Regions from separate parts of the Sus scrofa genome. Here region 2 is linked to region 1. The links are chromatin contacts, called in public HiChIP or PLAC-seq maps. All regions are on one chromosome and are shown on one strand. The core of a region is the stretch at or near the end of the contact, and the rest is flanking DNA. Distances in the headings are between cores, read along the strand shown.

Region 1 (4,099 bases), core at 1,419-3,918:
ATAGACAAAAAAGGAGAATGACATCATACGCCTAACTGAAAATCAGTATGTCAATCTTTGTGAAACACTGCTTTATCAAGTTCATCTCTTGAAGGCTTTTTTGGTGACTGGAGTTTCTTGTGGAATGATGTAGTGTCTGCCTTATTAGAGTATTGAAAATGTTTTGTGGAAAGAGAGAAATACAGAAACAAAGCAGTTACTGATTTTACTCACTTTAGCCCCAAACCAAGAATAAAAGCAGTGTTAGTTAACCTTAATGTTTTGACTAGGTTTTCCTGTTTCATGACTTTCAGTTCTAGACTCGTGTGTGTGCCCAGTCTTAAATCACAAAGAAAAATCAGATTTGCCTTCAAACTTCCCATGGAAAGCTAGTTCCAAAACAGGCCCAAAGAGATTTCTGGTTCAAGGTTCTCAAACCCTGTGTCAGAAAGCTATGTCAACAGAGTACACTCTTTGCTGATTTTAAATGCTTGATGTCTCTCCATGTGTTTGGATCCAAGCTTTTCCAGACGCTCAAGGACAAACATTCTGCTCCTGTTTGTTTGGAAGGCCTGGTAGTCTTTTGCAGTCCACAGCCCTGTGAGCACATCCAGAATCCAATTGTGTAGCCCTTATTGGCCAAAGACCCTCTCCTGGGGGTTGGTTGAAACAGGGTCTGACACAGTCTCTGTCCCTTGAGTGAAAAGTAAACAAAGAGGTCCCATAGACCTCCTGTTCCTTTGATTCATAAGGTGGATTACCCTGTTCTTTGAGTGCTAGACCTCATTCTTTGAAACCATAAAGCAGTTTCCCCTAGGTCTCCCTCAGTTGGCATGTGGCTTCTGTAACAGCACATCAGTACCCTTTTCTCTGGCTCTGTTTTTCGTTTTGTTGAACATCACCTTTATACAAAAACTTCTGTCAGCTGGCATGAAACTGTGTGTATCATGGGTTGGCCCTAGCCTTCTCCTGCCTTATGAGCCCTCTCACAATTCTGTTACCAGAAAACAGATCGAGTTAGTAGGAAAGACATTGTGGCAGATTTGATACAAGTTGGAAAATTCAGGTGTGCAGGAAATGCCCCATTTGTTTACTTCTCTAAATCAAATTAAACCCTACTCTTCACTTTCCTCCAGGCTGGGGAATAAATCAAAGACAGTCACCCCTGAAGCTCCTTTCCCTCCTCCTTGCCCCCAGCATCTCCATGGCATGCATGAGGAGTCCGATATTCAGATAAATCTCATTGTTCTTTAGCCCACTTCACATACTGCTGAAGTCAAATCCATTCAGCCTAAATGTTTCTCTGAAGTCCAGTAAACTTGGTGCTTAATGCTGGTCATTGCCACCAAGGTTGGTGGGGTCAGGTGTCTCAGGCTGGGATCCCTTTTGTGTCCCTATCCCCTTTCTACCCTTGGGCAAAGCTTGGGAGCAGAGTAGTTGACCCCACAACACATGGGACCCACAGAGCCCTGTCTCCTCCTTGGGGACCTCCACTGTTCTTCCTCTCTGCTTCTGTCTCACGTTTCCCCTCCCTGGTTTAACTGCTTGAAAATGAACTCATTTTCAAAAAAAAAAAAAAAGTCAAGGAAGGCCTTCTCGGTGGTAGCTTCTGCTTGCTGCTATATGACATACACCTCCCCAGTGGCAAGGAGCCTGCCCGTTTTCTTGGAATGGAGGTAACACATACATAGAAGACAAAGCAGAGTATCTTGATGAATGATCCTGCTGCAATGTATAAAACACTTGGACTGCCTCCAGTGTTTTTGGCTACTACAAGTAAGGGAGTAATAAACATTCTAGTGGATATATTTGTTCGCATATTTAATGATGAGCTTCTGAGGGTAAATTCCTAAAGGGAGCTGATTGGGCCAGACTGTGTGTGCAAATAACATTTTTAATAAATATTGTTAAACCGAACTTTCCCCCAAAGTACAGCAATTTACATTCCCGCTAACAAGGTATGATTGTTTATTTCCACATCTCTTTATCAAGCTAAGTTTGTCCATTTTTTTTTTTTTGTCTTTTGTCTTTTGTTGTTGTTGTTGTTGTTGTTGCTATTTCTTGGGCCGCTCCCGTGGCATATGGAGATTCCCAGGCTAGGGGTCCAATCGGAGCCATAGCCACCAGCCTTCGCCAGAGCCACAGCAACGCGGGATCCGAGCCGCGTCTGCAACCTACACCACAGCTCACGGCAACGCTGGATCGTTAACCCACTGGGCAAGAGCAGGGACCGAATCTGCAACCTCATGGTTCCTAGTCGGATTCGTTAACCACTGCGCCACGACGGGAACTCCTGTCCATTTTTTTTAACTTTGCCAGGTTGATGAGCATTTAGAAAATCTTGCTTTTGTTTTCACTTCTTTGATTGTTAGTGAGGCCAAATCATTTCCCCCATATATTATTTAGCCATTTTAATTGCCTGTTTATATTGTATTTATTTACCTGATGGAGTGTACATTTTCTCACTGATTTCCAAGACTTTGGATATGTATTAAGGCTATCAGCCCATGATTCAGTGCCAATCTTGAAGAGTTGAGAGAACACCCCAAAACCCCATAAAATCAGTCATTTTCATCCTTGACTAAAATGGGGAAGCCCTTTCAACAGATCAGTGACTGTTCTGACACCACAGAAGAACGTCAGCTATGGGAACTGACCTCCCCAGCTGGAAGGAGACTGACTCTCGTCCTCCAAGAGCCCAGGCCCACTCAGCATTTTCTCCACCTGCTGGGCTCACTTCCAGCGGGAGGACATACTGTGTTATGTGTGTTACTAACACCCTCCACACCTGCCCAGAGTGGAGCTTAGGTTGAGGGCACTGACCTTGAAGAATGTGTATATGTGTGACAACTGTCTTTGTAAATCATCACTTTAAGGCAGGGTCCCTTTTTTAATTATTATTGAAGTGCCGTCAATTTACTATGTTAATTTCTGCTATGCACCACCAAAGTGATTCCTTTATACATATATACTTTTTTTTTTTGTTTTTGCTTTTTAGCGCCGCACCCATGGCATATGAAAGTTCCCAGGCTGGGGGTCTAATTGGAGCTGTAGTTGTTGGCCTGTGCCACAGCCACAGCAACTCAGAACCTGAGCTGTGCCTGTGACCTATACCACAGCTCACAGCAACACCAGATCCTTAACCCACTGAGTGAGGCCAGGGATCGAACCTGCATCCTCATGGATACCAGTTATGTTTGTTACCACTGAGCCGCAACGAGAACTCCTATACTTGGTTTTTTAAATTTTCTGTTCTATTATGATTTATCTCAGGATATTGAATATAGTTCCCTGAACTATACAGTAGGACATCCCTTCCATCTGTAATAGTCTGCACCTACCACCCCCAAACTCCCATTCTGTCTCTCCCCTCCTCTTCCCCCCACCCATAGTAACCACAAGTCTGTTCTCTATGTCTATGAGTCTGTTTCTGTTTTATAGATAGGTTCATTTGTGTCACAATTTAGATTTCACATATAAGTAATATCATATGGTATTTATCTTTCTCTTTCTGACTGACTTCACTTAGTATGAGAATCTCTAGTTCCATCCATGTTGCTCTGAATGGCATTATTTTGTTCTTTTTATGGCCGAGTAGTGTTCCATTATGTACATGTACCACTTGGTCTTTATCCGTTCATCTGTTGATGGACATTGAGGTTATTTCCATATCTTGGCTATTGCAAATAGTGCTGCTTTGAACGTGGGCTGCATGTATTTTTTCTGAATCATCATTTTGTCTGTATATATGCCCAGGAGTGGGATTGCTGGGTCTTATGGTAATTCTATTTTGAATTTTTTGAGGACCCTCCATACCGTTTTATACAGTGGTTTCATTAACTTAACATTCCCACCAACAGTTTAGGAGAGTTCCCTTTTCTCTGCACCTTCTCTAGCATTTGTTACTTGTAGACATTTTAATGATGGCTATTCTGACCAGTGTGAGATGGTACCTTATTATGGTTTTGATTTGCATTTCTCTAGTAATTAGTGATGTTGAGCATCTTTTTATATGCCTATTGGCCATCTATCTGTCTTCTTTGGAGAAATGTTTGTTTAGATCTTCTGCCCATTTTTCAGTTGGGCTGTTTGTATTTTTGTTGTTTACTTGTATGAGCTG
Region 2 (4,172 bases), core at 393-2,892, 170 kb after region 1:
AACCAAACCCTGGAAAACGGTAGGATTTTCTTTCACTGTTAAGTGGCAAGAACCGTTTTAATTTTACCTTCATTTTGAGCTTCATTTTGGAGCTTAAACAGTATCTAACGGGGGTTTGTTTGTTTGTTTGTTTTTTCATGCAAATGTATCTTTACAGTCAAATACCTTATTTTCATCCATTTAACCCTGAAGAAAAAGGGAATTTCAGTTACTGATGTGTGGTTGTTTTAACTTGGACACTCATTAGTATTGGAGGAGTGGGGATTTGGAAGTGCTGCCTTCAAAAAAAAAAGTTTCCCCTTTAATTTATTTTTACCCTTCCCACCTCTATCTCCATGGAAATGGGGTCAGAGGCCACAGAGAGCTCTCAGGGAGCCAGCAGCTGAGAATGAGAATTCTCACTTAGAGATTTTAGCTGAAAGCTATAAACCGCTTTACAAAGACCAGCTGAGTCTTGGCCACTGCGGTCTCTGGTTTTTTACACTGATGCATAAGGTATCCTTTTTTTTTTTTTTTTTCTTCCCTGTGTTAGAGGAGAAAGAGATGCTCTTAAGTAAAAATCATTTTTCATTTAAACTTGAACTTCTCTCCTGTAAATCAAAGACAGTGACATTCCTTCGGCAATTATTTTCAATTTAAAAAATTTTAATGATAGTGTACATTTGGAATTTAGCAATTATCACGTTTGCTCTCTATCCTTTCAAGCTTATGACAGTACTGGATATTTGAAGAAAAACACATTGAACTTGCTCATCGCATGCTATCAATTGCAAGTGATTCTGGTGAGTGGAATATCACCATGACACAATTCTAAATCACTAGAATGAAAATAAAAATCTCAAGGTTATAAGCAGTCAGGACCATTTCACAGAATGTTTTATAAATTAAAGTATAATTTACTACTGGCTCCTTTTCTTAAACTGTTAACACTATTTCTTCTTTTTTTCACTCTAAATATTCCGTTAACTTTCTTATAAACTATTTGAAAATATCTGAGGGGGCTGGTTGCCCAAATATGCCAACTATTTTAAGTTATTTTTATATATCACACATTATTATTATATTCATTAGCAACCAAGTAATTATTGAAATAATATGAAATGTAAATTTGCTTTTGAAAAAGCCCTGCCAGGTCCTGATTAAATTTGGATCTAAAAATCTATGTTTCAGGCTATCCTTTTTTTTTTTTTAAATATTCTTTTTCTCTTCATTCCACACATCGTTATGGTTCAAAGTTTATAGACTCAACATTATTCCCAAGTACTTTTGCAAAATTTCACCATTACTCTTGCCCAAAGTATTCAGTTTTTACTTTCTAATCAATCATTAATCCTACAACTTCTCTGAATTTTCCAGAATTTAGTTTCAGTAAACATCAGAACCACAGCACCTCTTTTGAAGGCTCTAATCAGTCTTTCTCTCTCCTTTCTCTCTCTCTCTCTCTCTCTCTCTCTCTCACACACACACACACACACACACACACACACACACGTCTTTGTGGTCAGCAGTCCAAGGACATTGCCTTTATTCCTTAGTGTTCCTTTGTCTCTCAGCCTCTTGCATGTCTGTGCTGAGTCCTCCCTCTGTCCTGGGTTGAGCCCTTATTCCACTTCCCTTTGCTCGCAGAGTGAACCAGAACATTGTGTTCTGAAGCTGCCCCAGCACACATGCTTCGTGATGCTGCCAAGTTTGCAGCTGACCAATTGGCCTACTTTAGAGGGCTTGATTTATAAAATTTACAACCCTTAATTTCCACCACCCATTCCTCCCCCCACCCCTGAAAAAGAGTGTGCCAGACGTCCTGATAAATCAAGAGTCCTTTGGTTTCGGTGCAACAAAATGGGCAGTCATTTCTTTTTCCTTCATTGGCTCTCAGCCTTGCCAGTCCCTCCTGAATAGATGGAAAATAACGGTTGATGTGTTGTAGGAAGACATTTGATAGTGGCTGCCTCTGTATTAATAACTCGTTTTAAAAGAAGTGTACTGACAAAATGATACGCTCTTCAATTTCTGGAACTCTGCACTTCTCAAGTAATTCCTATTCCAAAAACCAATCCAGGCAAGTTTGTCTTCTTCCAAATTAGGAAGACAGAGTTGGGCCCTTGATTTTTGAGTGAGGTTGGCTCAGTTGGGTCTTTTGAATTTGGATATTTTGATTACTCCTTATTGGCTCTACTAAACTTTTTTAATAAATGCACAACCAAATATGAGAAGGTGAAGGTTTAATGGAGAGAAGAAAAACTGTGGAAACCAGTCTCTTGTGATTTTAGTGATTTCTTAAGTTCTTTCTCCTGCCTCTTCAGAGAAAAAGACCTCTGTCAGGGTAGATCCCAAAATTTATGAGGCCTGAAGCTTCTCAAATGTGGAACCCTCTTTATGAAAGAGAATATGAAACTAGGTTCAAGGTACAAATTGATTTCAAATGAAAAAAATCAAAGCATAAAAAATTACAAATTCTAGAAAGCATCCAGAAAAATAGCATTATCATCATTAGTTTTAATTAACAATTTTTGCTACAATTACAACTTAAGTGCTGACCCATCTATGTAATACATCTTTTCCCTATATTTTTGGCGTTATACTCATTGATCTTTTTTCACATGGTAAAAATTTTACAATGCCATTTTATGTACAGAGAATAGAAAGACAACTTTGTCTTCTGACATAATAGATAGATGTTTTTTGTTATTTGTGGTTTAGAAAGGTTTCCTTCCGCTCCAGAACTTGTTGATCATGCCACAGCTGAAATAATTTCTTGATCTGGAGGTACGTCTTGTCCTAGGAAAAGCCCTCTGAGACTCCAGACCTTTGTTATCACTGGAGAGGGATCCAACTGGCTACCTGGCTATGGCTGTCCAGCTCAGCCTGGTCCAGCATCCTGTTGGTAGTCCTGGACAAGGGAAGCAGGGTCGGGGAAGTGCAAGGTGAAAGGTGCTCATGGTGGAGTCTTAGTCTGGAGGGCCCTGGGTAGAGAGGAGAGGAGCATCCTATTCAGAATCTTCTTAACCCTCCTGCACTGTTGGTGGGAACGTAAATTTGTACAACCACTATGGAAAATAGTATGGAAGTACCTCAGAAAACTATATATAGAACTACCATATCACCCAGCAACCCCACTCTTGAGCATATATCTGGACAAAACTTTCCTTGAAAAAGACACATGCACCAGTATGTTCATTGTAGCACTAGTCACAATAGCTAATATATGGAAATAATCTAAATGTCCATCAACAGATGAATGGATTAAGAAGATGTGGTATATAAAAACAATGGACTATTACTCAGCCATAAAAAAGAATAAAATAATGTCATTTGCAGCAACATGGATGGAACTAGAGACTCTCATACTAAGTGAAGTAAGTCAGAAAGAAAAAGATAAATACCATATGATATCACATATCTGGAATCTAATATACAGCACAAATGAACCTTTCCACAGAAAAGAAACTCATGGACCTGGAAAACAGATGTGTGGTTGCCAAGGGGGAAGGAGTGGGATGGACTGGGAATCTGGGGTTAATAGATAAAAACTATTGCCTTTGGAATGGATAAACCATGAGATCCTGCTGTATAGCACTGGGAAGTATATCTAGTCACTTATGCTGGAGCACTGTGGAGGATAATGTGAGAAAAAAAGAATGTATATATATGCATGTGTGACTGGGTCACTTTGCTGTTCAGCAGAAAATTGACAGAACACTCTAAACCAACTATAATAGAAAAATAAAAATCGTTAAAAGGAAAAAAAAAGAATCTTCTTGATGCCAGAGTTGGGTTTGGGATACCTGGGGAAGCCCCCACACAATGTAGAATGTCACTGGGGGCCAGCCAAAATGAAAGGGTTACTGGCAACCCATTGAGCTCACCTATAATTCATAATTCATGAGCCATGGCCCATGTATTGAAATGAGTACTAAATTCTTGAGGAGGATGCACAGGAAAGGCCCATAAAAGTAAGCAACTATGAAGCTTAAAATTCTTTGGTTTTACTAAGAATCCACCTCTGTAGCTCAGCATTTAAGGGACTTCTGTGGAACTGAAAATGACATTGAATTTGATGGCCAAAGTGACCTGTACTTAGTATCCTCAAAACTATAGGGGCCAGGCAGGTTCACAGCTGTTTAATTATCATTTAGAATAGTACCTAGCACATGATTGGAGCTCAGTAAATA

Evidence for each region. HiChIP or PLAC-seq counts read pairs in DNA pulled down with a chosen protein or histone mark.
Region 2: an H3K27ac HiChIP or PLAC-seq map of skeletal muscle shows a contact between it and region 1. The contact joins two enhancer-like sites. A contact is called at or near these places in 1 of 47 Hi-C or Micro-C datasets (heart right ventricle) and 1 of 2 datasets of contacts at active chromatin or transcription factors (skeletal muscle).

Annotation. Positions count from the first base shown.
Region 1 is chr16:46,223,698-46,227,796 of Sscrofa11.1, forward strand. No RefSeq gene overlaps it. Among named protein-coding and RNA genes, the nearest start is that of PIK3R1, 210 kb to the right of the region's middle. Within about 2 kb of position 2,669, at least 3 of the 83 cell types and tissues checked have an H3K27ac peak or open chromatin away from gene starts, as enhancers often do. A contact at or near this core is called in skeletal muscle, where this site is marked.
Region 2 is chr16:46,395,304-46,399,475 of Sscrofa11.1, forward strand. No RefSeq gene overlaps it. Among named protein-coding and RNA genes, the nearest start is that of PIK3R1, 37 kb to the right of the region's middle. Within about 2 kb of position 1,643, at least 32 of the 83 cell types and tissues checked have an H3K27ac peak or open chromatin away from gene starts, as enhancers often do. A contact at or near this core is called in skeletal muscle, where this site is marked.